Linked DNA regions of Zea mays: all the other regions are linked to region 3. Evidence: chromatin contacts called from public Hi-C data. All regions are on one chromosome and are shown on one strand. Each heading gives the region's core, a stretch centred on a gene start, on an enhancer-like site or on the middle of the called end of the contact. The rest is flanking DNA. Distances are from core to core; before and after follow the strand shown.

What was found. Hi-C and Micro-C count contacts between places; a contact is called where the count stands out from the background.
Region 1: a Hi-C map of tassel shows a contact between it and region 3, with 1.9 times the contacts expected there. The contact joins the promoter of LOC100192491 here to the promoter of LOC100280483 in region 3. A contact is called at or near these places in 2 of 25 Hi-C or Micro-C datasets (ear and tassel).
Region 2: a Hi-C map of ear shows a contact between it and region 3, with 3 times the contacts expected there. The contact joins the enhancer-like site here to the promoter of LOC100280483 in region 3. A contact is called at or near these places in 3 of 25 Hi-C or Micro-C datasets (ear, endosperm and tassel).

The regions. Positions count from the first base shown.
Region 1 is chr3:7,602,664-7,605,774 of Zm-B73-REFERENCE-NAM-5.0, reverse strand. LOC100192491 reads left to right here and starts at 1,275. Exons shown (of 22, transcript NM_001350132.1): 1 at 1,275-2,256. The coding sequence starts at 1,421.
Region 2 is chr3:7,661,030-7,664,085 of Zm-B73-REFERENCE-NAM-5.0, reverse strand. No RefSeq gene overlaps it. Among protein-coding and RNA genes, the nearest start is that of MIR156b, 28 kb to the left of the region's middle. Within about 2 kb of position 1,460, at least 19 of the 20 cell types and tissues checked have an H3K27ac peak or open chromatin away from gene starts, as enhancers often do. A contact at or near this core is called in ear, endosperm and tassel, where this site is marked.
Region 3 is chr3:7,847,390-7,850,455 of Zm-B73-REFERENCE-NAM-5.0, reverse strand. LOC100280483 reads left to right here and starts at 1,782. Exons shown (of 1, transcript NM_001153403.2): 1 at 1,782-3,066. The coding sequence starts at 1,912.

The DNA.
Region 1 (3,111 bases), core at 26-2,525, 240 kb after region 3:
CTATTTTACATATTTACATGTTCTAGAATTGCTACTGTTCATTGCTGCAATAATTATATATGACATTTATCTGAGTTCTATGCTTGTTTTATTCGGAATTAGAATATTTAATCTAGTTAAATATCTTGAAAGCATGTCACTTATTTCTCCAATATTATAACATGGGCGTAGCCTATATGTGCGGAGATGCGATGAGGGAGCTTCCCTAATGGAGCAGGTGGCGGGAGCTCGACGCGAGTAAATCGGCCAACAAATCACGTCGATAGTGTTGTTGTTGTATATGTATGTGTTGTAGGTATATGTTTCATATATTTTTTATATATTGTTTTAATATAGTTATATATAACATTTCTACATGTCTGAGAAAAATACATAACCTTTTCAGTTTTTTTCTTGAGAAGCTCGTAAATTACGTGCCAACCTTTTTTGCTATCGTCTCAAGGAAATTAGAAAGATAAACAAGCATGAGCTATAAAAAGAGAGACAAATGTATCATGTCTTTGAGACTTTGAAAAAAAAGGCGTGGACTCTGAAGCGATTACAAGGGGGTGCGTGCAAAAAAAAATCCTTTACCAGCCACGTAGGCGACTTTGTGGCGAAGCCATGTCAGCTAAACACGCGCCACACACCCATTTGAACCTAAATGACACTAGATTATTGTTTCATTTTAGGGCTAGTTTGGGAACACCGTTTTCCCAAGGAAATCCAATTTTCCCAAGGGAAATTAGTTCATTTTCTCAAGGGAAAATTGTAATCCTTTGGAAAAACGATGTTCCCAAACTAGCCCTTAAGAGTTTAGAAACCTGTCTGATATAGGTTCATAAGTTTAGGGACTGCCAGCATATTTTATTTTAAACTAAACGAGATTATATAATCTAGATATATTATAACCCAATCAAACAAGCCCTTATTATCTAACCAAGAGAATTATAAAAACACTATATTTACATTCACCTAGCCAATTCAATACATATACTTTTGTGTTTTACCATAATATAGTTTAATATATATAGGAATTGTACGCACCGGCATGTGACTAATGTAAAGAGCAGTAAATTTTAAAAACAAACAGACAAGTGAGAAAACCCACCGCTCGTGCTCCACTTGTGTTGTGTCCACACACGCGAGCGAACCCGACGTCCCGACCCCTGCTATACGAATCTAGAGGTGAATCCAACGGCGTAACACCCTTCTCCCTCCACACCCTTCCTCTCCAAAAAACGAACATCAAAATGCGCGAGAGAAACGGAGCAAAGTCGAAAGGGGAAAAATGAGTTAAACCCAAATCGACACCAAACCCACTCCAGGAACACCCGCCTCCGCCGCCGCCGCCGCCATCGCCGGCGGCCACTACAAGCGCGGCGTCCGGAGACAGTACTGCGCTACCAACCCCTAGAGCCTGGATTCTGATGAGCCCTCCATGGCCTGTCATATCTGTCCCCTCTTCAATCTCCGACTCTTGCTGCTGCTCGGCGCGGTTCTCGGGAACGGCGGCCTCGGCCGGGGCGGCGGAGCGGAGGCTTCAGATCGGGCGGACCCGGACCCGTACTCGATCCTGATGTGGCACGACTACTCGCCGCCGTCGCCCCCGCTCCCGCCCCCGGACCCGCCGTCGCCGACGGCGACATGTGAGGGGGACCTCCACGGGAAGGGTGACTTCCACACGCGCTGCGAGGTCTCCGAGGAAGTGGAGCTGGACGGCGACGTCTACATCACGGGGAACGGCAGCCTCGTGCTCCTCTCTGGCGCCTCCCTGACCTGCGAGAAGTACGGGTGCGTTATATCCGCCAATTTCTCAGGCGAGGTGCGCCTCAGCCGCGGCGTCCGCGTCACAGCCGGCAGGGTCTCGCTGGTTGCCACCAACATCACGGTCGCCGACACGGTCGTCGTGAATACCACCGCGCTCGCTGGTGATCCGCCAGACCGGACCAGTGGCGTTCCCACGGGGACGCACGGCGACGGTGGCGGGCACGGTGGTCGTGGCGCCAGCTGCTTCGTCAAGGAAGGGCAGACGCAGGAGGATTCATGGGGCGGCGATGCCTATGCATGGTCTGACCTCGAACACCCCTGGAGCTACGGGAGCAAAGGGGGCTCGACCAGCGTTGAGAAGGACTATGGTGGTGACGGTGGTGGCATCGTGTGGCTGTTTGCTGAGGACCTGGTCATGAATGGCACAGTTCTCGCCAACGGTGGGGATAGCAATGAGAAGGGTGGTGGTGGTTCTGGAGGGAGCATCTTTATAAGGGCTGCATCGATGTGAGTGTTTGTGGAATGATTTTTTGTTCTTCTTTCTTTATGCTAAGTGAATTGAGATATGGGAATGCAAGCTTAGTTAATCAAGTAGTGTTTGTGGAATGATTTTCTGTTCTGCTTTCTTTATGCTAAGTGATTTGAGATGTGGGAATGCAAGCTGAGTCAAGTAGAATTTGGAAAACAGTTACCAATTGGGAAGACCAGCAGAATAAATTGGTGAGAAATATAGTGGAATTAAGTTGAAGTTTGAAAAACATTTACCAACTGAAGTCCAGCAGAAAGCATTGATAGGTCCTGTAGTTTAAATGAACCAGACATAATAGTCATTCTTGGCCATGTTTGTACCCAGATATAGTGGGCTAAGAGGCAATAGATGAAGGCCGCTCTTCTCCCCCTTGCAGATATGCATTTAGGGCAAATTAGTTCATTTATTTGATATACTGAAATAAGAAACAACAATTCTCAGATTTCTAAATTGTGAATCCATGTTTGTTGTATTTTTTGGGAAGCCTAGTGTCAGTGTAGTCACTGTCAGTTTGATGCTATGCTTTGAAACTTAGTTCTGTCCAATCACCAAGATTTTAGGATTTCTATGTGCATAGAAAGTTAGGGTAAGATAGGATCACCCTCATGGATTCATTGAGAGTAGATGAGTGATGCACATGATTAATTGGTGAGTGAGTCAAGCAATAGTTCTATACTAGTCATAATCTCATAATGGTATATTATTATGTAAGAAAAGGGGCAGTGGATGAATTTCTATTCATTTGCAAGTTTGTTTTGCTGTAGATCACTAGATCTGCTTAGTGCTTATTATAAGGTTTTGTACTTCAGGATATTTAGTAAGCCATTGCAGTT
Region 2 (3,056 bases), core at 211-2,710, 190 kb after region 3:
TATCCGGGCGAGCAGGAATGTCAACAAACACTAGTTAATCCTAGGAAAGGCAGCAATTGCCAGTGCCATGCATCGTCTCGGAACAAAGAAAGCAAATTAATATATATATCACCATTGCGCTAGCTTACAGTAATGATCAGCTAGCCTAGCCCCTGCCTGACATGACTCGCGCGTGTCTATATTCTATGAACCTAGCAGCGAGCTAGGCAGTAGCTAGCTAGGTAGCTAGACCTAGGCCTGCAAACGGGGTGGGTGTAAGCGGGTATTTTAGGTGGGTTTAAGAAATGGGTTTATTTTGGTGTGTTGTGGTGGGTTTTAATTGTGAATGGGTTGGGTTGGGTGGGTTTATTTTGTATTGTGGGTCAAAATGGTTGATATCCATGGGTGTAGATGGGTTTGCATAGGCGTGAACTTCCATGGGTCTTCACCCATCCACACATGGTTCTTCCACACATGGTTCTTTTCATTTCCAGGGAGATTTATATGTCGTTCGGTGGGATTCTGATACTACCTAGATGTGCCCTTCCACTGTTGCTAGCTTCGAGCTTGATCATAGACTCTTTCCACTGCTGCTAGTTTATATTTCTTGCCAAAAAGATTATTGTTCATTAAGGATCTTTAACTTATGTTTTTTGTTATTTTCTCGAGACCTAAATGTTCATCGACCAAACTTGTTTTTGTATCATTATATAATATTATTGTCACTGTTTTTTATGTTGTGGACTATGTTTTTTGTACGTCATTGAAACTATCTATAAAATTGTTATTGTCTATCAATGTATGTGTATGCAGTTGGCTTGATATAAGACAATAAGCTGAACCCACGGGGTTTCCATGGGTTTCCACCCAATTACGGGTTGGTTTGGGGTCAATAATATTATTGGATGGGTTAGGTTTAATTTTCTTCTTAAATTTTTGGGTGGGTGTGGGATGGATATCAAAGTTATTATATTTGGGTATAGGTGGTAGTGGGTTGGATTTCTTGCCATTAGCGCAGGCCTAGCTAGACCTGCTGATGCGGGCATCGATGCCATGCATGCTTGTTTGTTGCTCGGGAATTGTTAACTTCTTCTAGATGTCGATCTGACAGTAGATGAGGTTGTTAGTTCGTCATCGTAGATTACTAAATTAGGCCGCGCCAAGCCGCAAAGAGAAGGTCGTTTCGATTTTAAATAGAAGAAGAGAACCTACCTAGCTAGTTATAGCTAGCTAGAAAAAGAGTTAGAAGTGACTGCTAATCTTACTAAATCACGCACAACAGATGAATATAATAGTTTGGAGTAGTCTTACATTGAAACGTTGATGAACGATGAGAACATAAAATACAGAATAAAATTTATACTATAAACGTTTTAAATTTTAAAACGATGAGAGAGAGAGAGACCAGCCCAATAGACCGGCGGTGCGCCGGTGCCCTCGCGCCTGCACGCTCTACCACCGTCTGCTCTCCTCCCAGGCCCTCGCGGCTCTCGGGCCTAAAAGCTGCAATGGCTGGGCCGGTGTGCTTGTGCGTGGGCCTAAATAGGATTCCCCTCCCTTGCACTGCTATTTATTTTCCTTTCTCTTTCCCCCCCTTTTTTTTTTTGATTGATTCGAATCGAACTAGGATGGGAATCGGTAGGTCTCGGTTGCGTGCAGCGTCGGTGATGAGGTGAGCAGTGAGCTGGTGAGGTAGGCTGCAAAAAAAAAAGAGGCAAGAAACTGCGTATACCTTTTTTTCCCCTTGTTTTATTGGGTCCTCCTCCACCCATCCACCATCCATCATCGTCTCCAATGAAAAGGACGGCGAGTCTCTCTTCCTCGTCAAACCGTAGGAAAAACTGCACTCGAGTGCAGAGAGACACACGCACGCAGCACAGGCACTGCGAGATGGGTAAGTAGTAGTAATGAGCCAACGCCACGCGAATTCCGGAATCCGTCCTCGCTGTTCCTCGGCCTACGACTCTACGTGTGATTCATCACTCGAGCACGACGGCGACTCCTGCGCGGCTCCGCCGTCCACAGCGACGACCGCCGGGAAAAACTCGTGCCCTCGGCGATCGTGAGCTGAGTTTTCCCCCGGTCGATCCGGCCGTCCGGTGCGTCCACCGACTCATGCAAAGTCGCAAGACAGACACACAAGCGGGACGGAAACACACGTGCACAAAAGAAAAATTTGGCGCATGAACCAAATAATAATAATTTGGTATTCTGGACGCTGGTGTACCTTCAAATTTGATAGATAAAGTTGGTAAAAGGTAGAGAGATCTGGTTTCAAACAAAACCAAAATAAAACTGTAGCTCGAAAGAAACTGGTTTTAAAGCCAAGCGAGTGTCTCGAAAATCTGGCGTCGGTTTCAGCGCTTTTCCGTCGGGGTCTCGGACGTCTCTTTCGGAGACCGTCCTCCAGTCCCATCTGCGCGCGCGTCATCCTGGCCGAAAGGGCACGGCGGCGGGTGAAGGCCTCGCCGATCGCCCCTGCCCTGCCCCCTCGCCGACGAGGAAGACAACGGGACGGGCAGCGAAGACAGAGAGGGACGGGGGGGTGGGGTCTGGATGAAACGACGTGCGGAAAACAAGAGCGAGCGGCTGGCCGGAGAGCGAGCTTGACAGCTTGTGAGATCGGAGCGGCAGCGGACGGCGGAGACTGTGGCTTTCTCTGATGGGCGGCCGTGTCTAGTTTGTTTCACAGGGGGTGACGGGACCCCTCTAGGCTAGCAGCCTACTTGCTGTACTGTACTCTGAGCGTAGTAGTAAACTCTAATCATAGGGGCACTGGTGGCAGATTAGGGAGTGCTCCATCTACGCTTGGATGGATGGAGACTGCGGGAATGCATGATCACGCGTGTCGTCAAGCATTCTAGCAAAGGACTCCTGGCTCTATCTACGTAAAAAAGAAAACAGTGCAGCGGAGTATACGAGTGGACGATGATGCCCTGGCGGTGCCCCGCTGTAGCATGCACGGACCGACGTGCGTTCCATTCCATCCACTAGCCGATCGATCGGGCGAGGATTAATCGCACTCCATTAACAGTTTTTATGGACGAAGGGAGCAGTTTGCTTAGCGGAGTACGCAA
Region 3 (3,066 bases), core at 533-3,032:
CTAAAATATCTGTTTTAGTTTCTATATTTGATAATTTTGTAACTTAAATGGAATAAAATGTATGGACTAAATATTAGTCACTAGAAACTAAACACCCCCTAAATACACAAAAAAAACTCCAGCATAGATGTAAAGTATAATCTTATTTGTTCATTTATTATCTTATTTAAATACTTTTAAATATGTAATTTCTAATGTATATCCTTTTTAAATAGATACTTTTCATTAACTTTTTAATGAATGTTATTAAATATATAATTCTACAGAGGATAATTTAATTCACATAAGGTTCTTTTCGTCTAATCTTTTATTAGAAGCCACATTTATTTGGATTTTGGGAGACAATTTTCTAAATCCCAAAATTAGGATTACGGAGTGTTAGAGTTACCTACCTGCACAACACGTGAAAGCATGGAGAACCTGCTTACATTGCTTTTGGACCAAAACAACTATAATTTTGTAAACCTTTTTTTTGTCGAATTTTGTTTTTTGGCTTTTGGGAAAACAAAATCAGGTTAGTGAGGTTAATCAAAGACACCCATAGAAGGTTTTCAAAATGTTCTACTTTAGGCCAGTTCCAGTTGTGGATATTATAGCACATAAAATAAGACTATCACATCAAATTCTATGTTAGTAAGTGTGGCGGAGGATTTTATCGGCTGACATAGGGTTTTCAAATTTACTAACATGTTAAATATTAGTGAAACTTATACTGACACTAAGTTCATAATCTTAGGGCTTGTTTGGGACAAAGGGTAATGGAGGGGATTGAGGGGTTATAATCCCTCACTATTCAAAATTAAATAGTAGGGGATTCTAGCCCTCTCAATCCACTCCATTACCTTTGATCCCAAACAAGCCCTTAGGGTGTGTTTGTTTCTCTTCTAGATTATATAAGTTGGATCATATTAAAATGTAGTAGGGTAAAATATCACTTTATGATCACAAATAAGTTGAAATAAACTAATATTGAGTAGGTTACTTTAGCTTCAAAATGATATTTTACTCTACTACTCTTCCAACGTAATCTAACTTATATAATCTAATATCTAAACAAACTTAGCCTTATAGTTCTATCATACCACCTTTGTTTATCGAGCACACGTCAACCCAAATGAGCTAAATAATAGTACAATAACGCGTGCAGAACTGCACATCGTATAGATATATATACCAGTCAAACCAACCGCCCACAACGCAGCATGTGAGTACAATAAGCTGAACCCCGCCCCGTACGGAACAGCCGCAGAAAGACCAGAGCGGAGTGCTAGAACAGAGCACGGCACTGGTGTGTACAGCGCCGGGTGAGCCAAGCGACGGCGCCACGCAGATGCCTCCCCACGCCACGGCCGGTCCCACCCGTCTGCCCCTCTTCCAGACCGAGTGAGAGTAGCCGCTACCTGGCCCCACCAACCCAAGCGGCAGCGCCGTCGCGTCTGATGGGAGTAGTTTATGCTAGCCCCACCCGCTGCTACTGACCGCGAAACCGACCAGTCGAATTTGCGTGGCGGATAGAGACGGCCGGGCGCCGGGCTCGTGTGGTAGAAGTAGAAGCCTCGCCCCCAAATCGCTTGCGCACACGACACCGGCACGTCACTCGGCTTGGCTACTCGCTTTCTCCGTTCTCCCCAGCCGCGTAGGCCGCGGTTGCGCCCGCCTGCCCGCGTGGTCAGCCACCTTCCCTCCCACCTTCCTCCGTGATACCGCGTGCTCCTCTGCCCCCGGTACCTATATATTCACTCCTCCCGTTCGCTCCCCTCCCAACCTCGACATCTTGGACAGCACAGCGCAGCGCAAGCTCGATCACCACACCAACCAGACTCAGAACATCCAGAACTCAGAGCTTCTACTTCTAGAACAGAAGAACATCGAGATCAGTCCTCCCCTGCATCCTCCACCGGCCTCACCTAGATGAGCACCTCGTACACCGAGGCGCAGTTCGGCTCCTTGTTAGACCTGCCCGCCGGAGACGACCTCACGTCCTGGTTCACACACCTGTGCGGCGAGGAGCAGGCGGCGGCGCTGCCGGCGTTCCAGGCGCCGGTGGCGATGGCGGACCCCAGGAAGAGGAGCGCCGAGTACCAGCTCCTGGAAGGGGAGGCGTCCGGGGTCAAGAGGCAGCGCTCCCCGACCAGCAGCTCCCGGGAGAACAGCGCCGGCAGCAATGACGGCGACTACGAGCACACGTCCGCAGCCGCAGCCGCAGCCGCAGCCGGCGGCGGTGGCGGAGGCAGGGGCGGCGGCCGCCGCCTCTGGGTCAAGGAGCGCGACCACGAGTGGTGGGACCGGATGAGCAGCCCCGCGTGCCCCGACGACGAGTTCCGCCGCGCCTTCCGCATGTCCCGGGCCACCTTCGAGGCCGTGTGCGAGGAGCTGGGCGCCGCCGTCGCCAAGGAGGACACCATGCTGCGCGCCGCCATCCCCGTCCGCCAGCGCGTGGCCGTCTGCATCTGGCGCCTCGCCACCGGGGAGCCGCTCCGCCTCGTGTCCAAGCGCTTCGGCCTCGGCATCTCCACCTGCCACAAGCTCGTCCTCGAGGTCTGCGCCGCCATCAAGGCCGTGCTCATGCCCAAGGCCGTGCAGTGGCCCGAGGCGCCCGACGCCGCCGCGGCCGAGTCCGCCAGGTTCGAGGCCGCGTCGGGGATCCCGGGCGTCGTGGGCGCCATGTACACCACGCACATCCCCATCATCGCGCCCAAGGCCAACGTCGCCGCCTACTACAACCGCCGCCACACGGAGCGCAACCAGAAGACGTCCTACTCCATCACGGTGCAGGGCGTCGTGGACGCGGGCGGTGCCTTCACGGACGTCTGCATCGGCTGGCCGGGCTCCATGTCCGACGCCGACGTGCTCGACCGCTCCGCGCTCTACCTGCAGCGAGGCGCCGCGGGCCTGCTGCAGGGGCAGCGCCTGGTGGGCGGCGCCGGGTACCCGCTCATGGACTGGCTGCTGGTGCCCTACACGCACCACAACATGACGTGGGCGCAGCACGTGTTCAACGAGCGGGTGGACGGCGTGCGCGCCGTGGCCAGGGACGCCTTCCAGCGCCTCAAGTCCCGCTGGGGC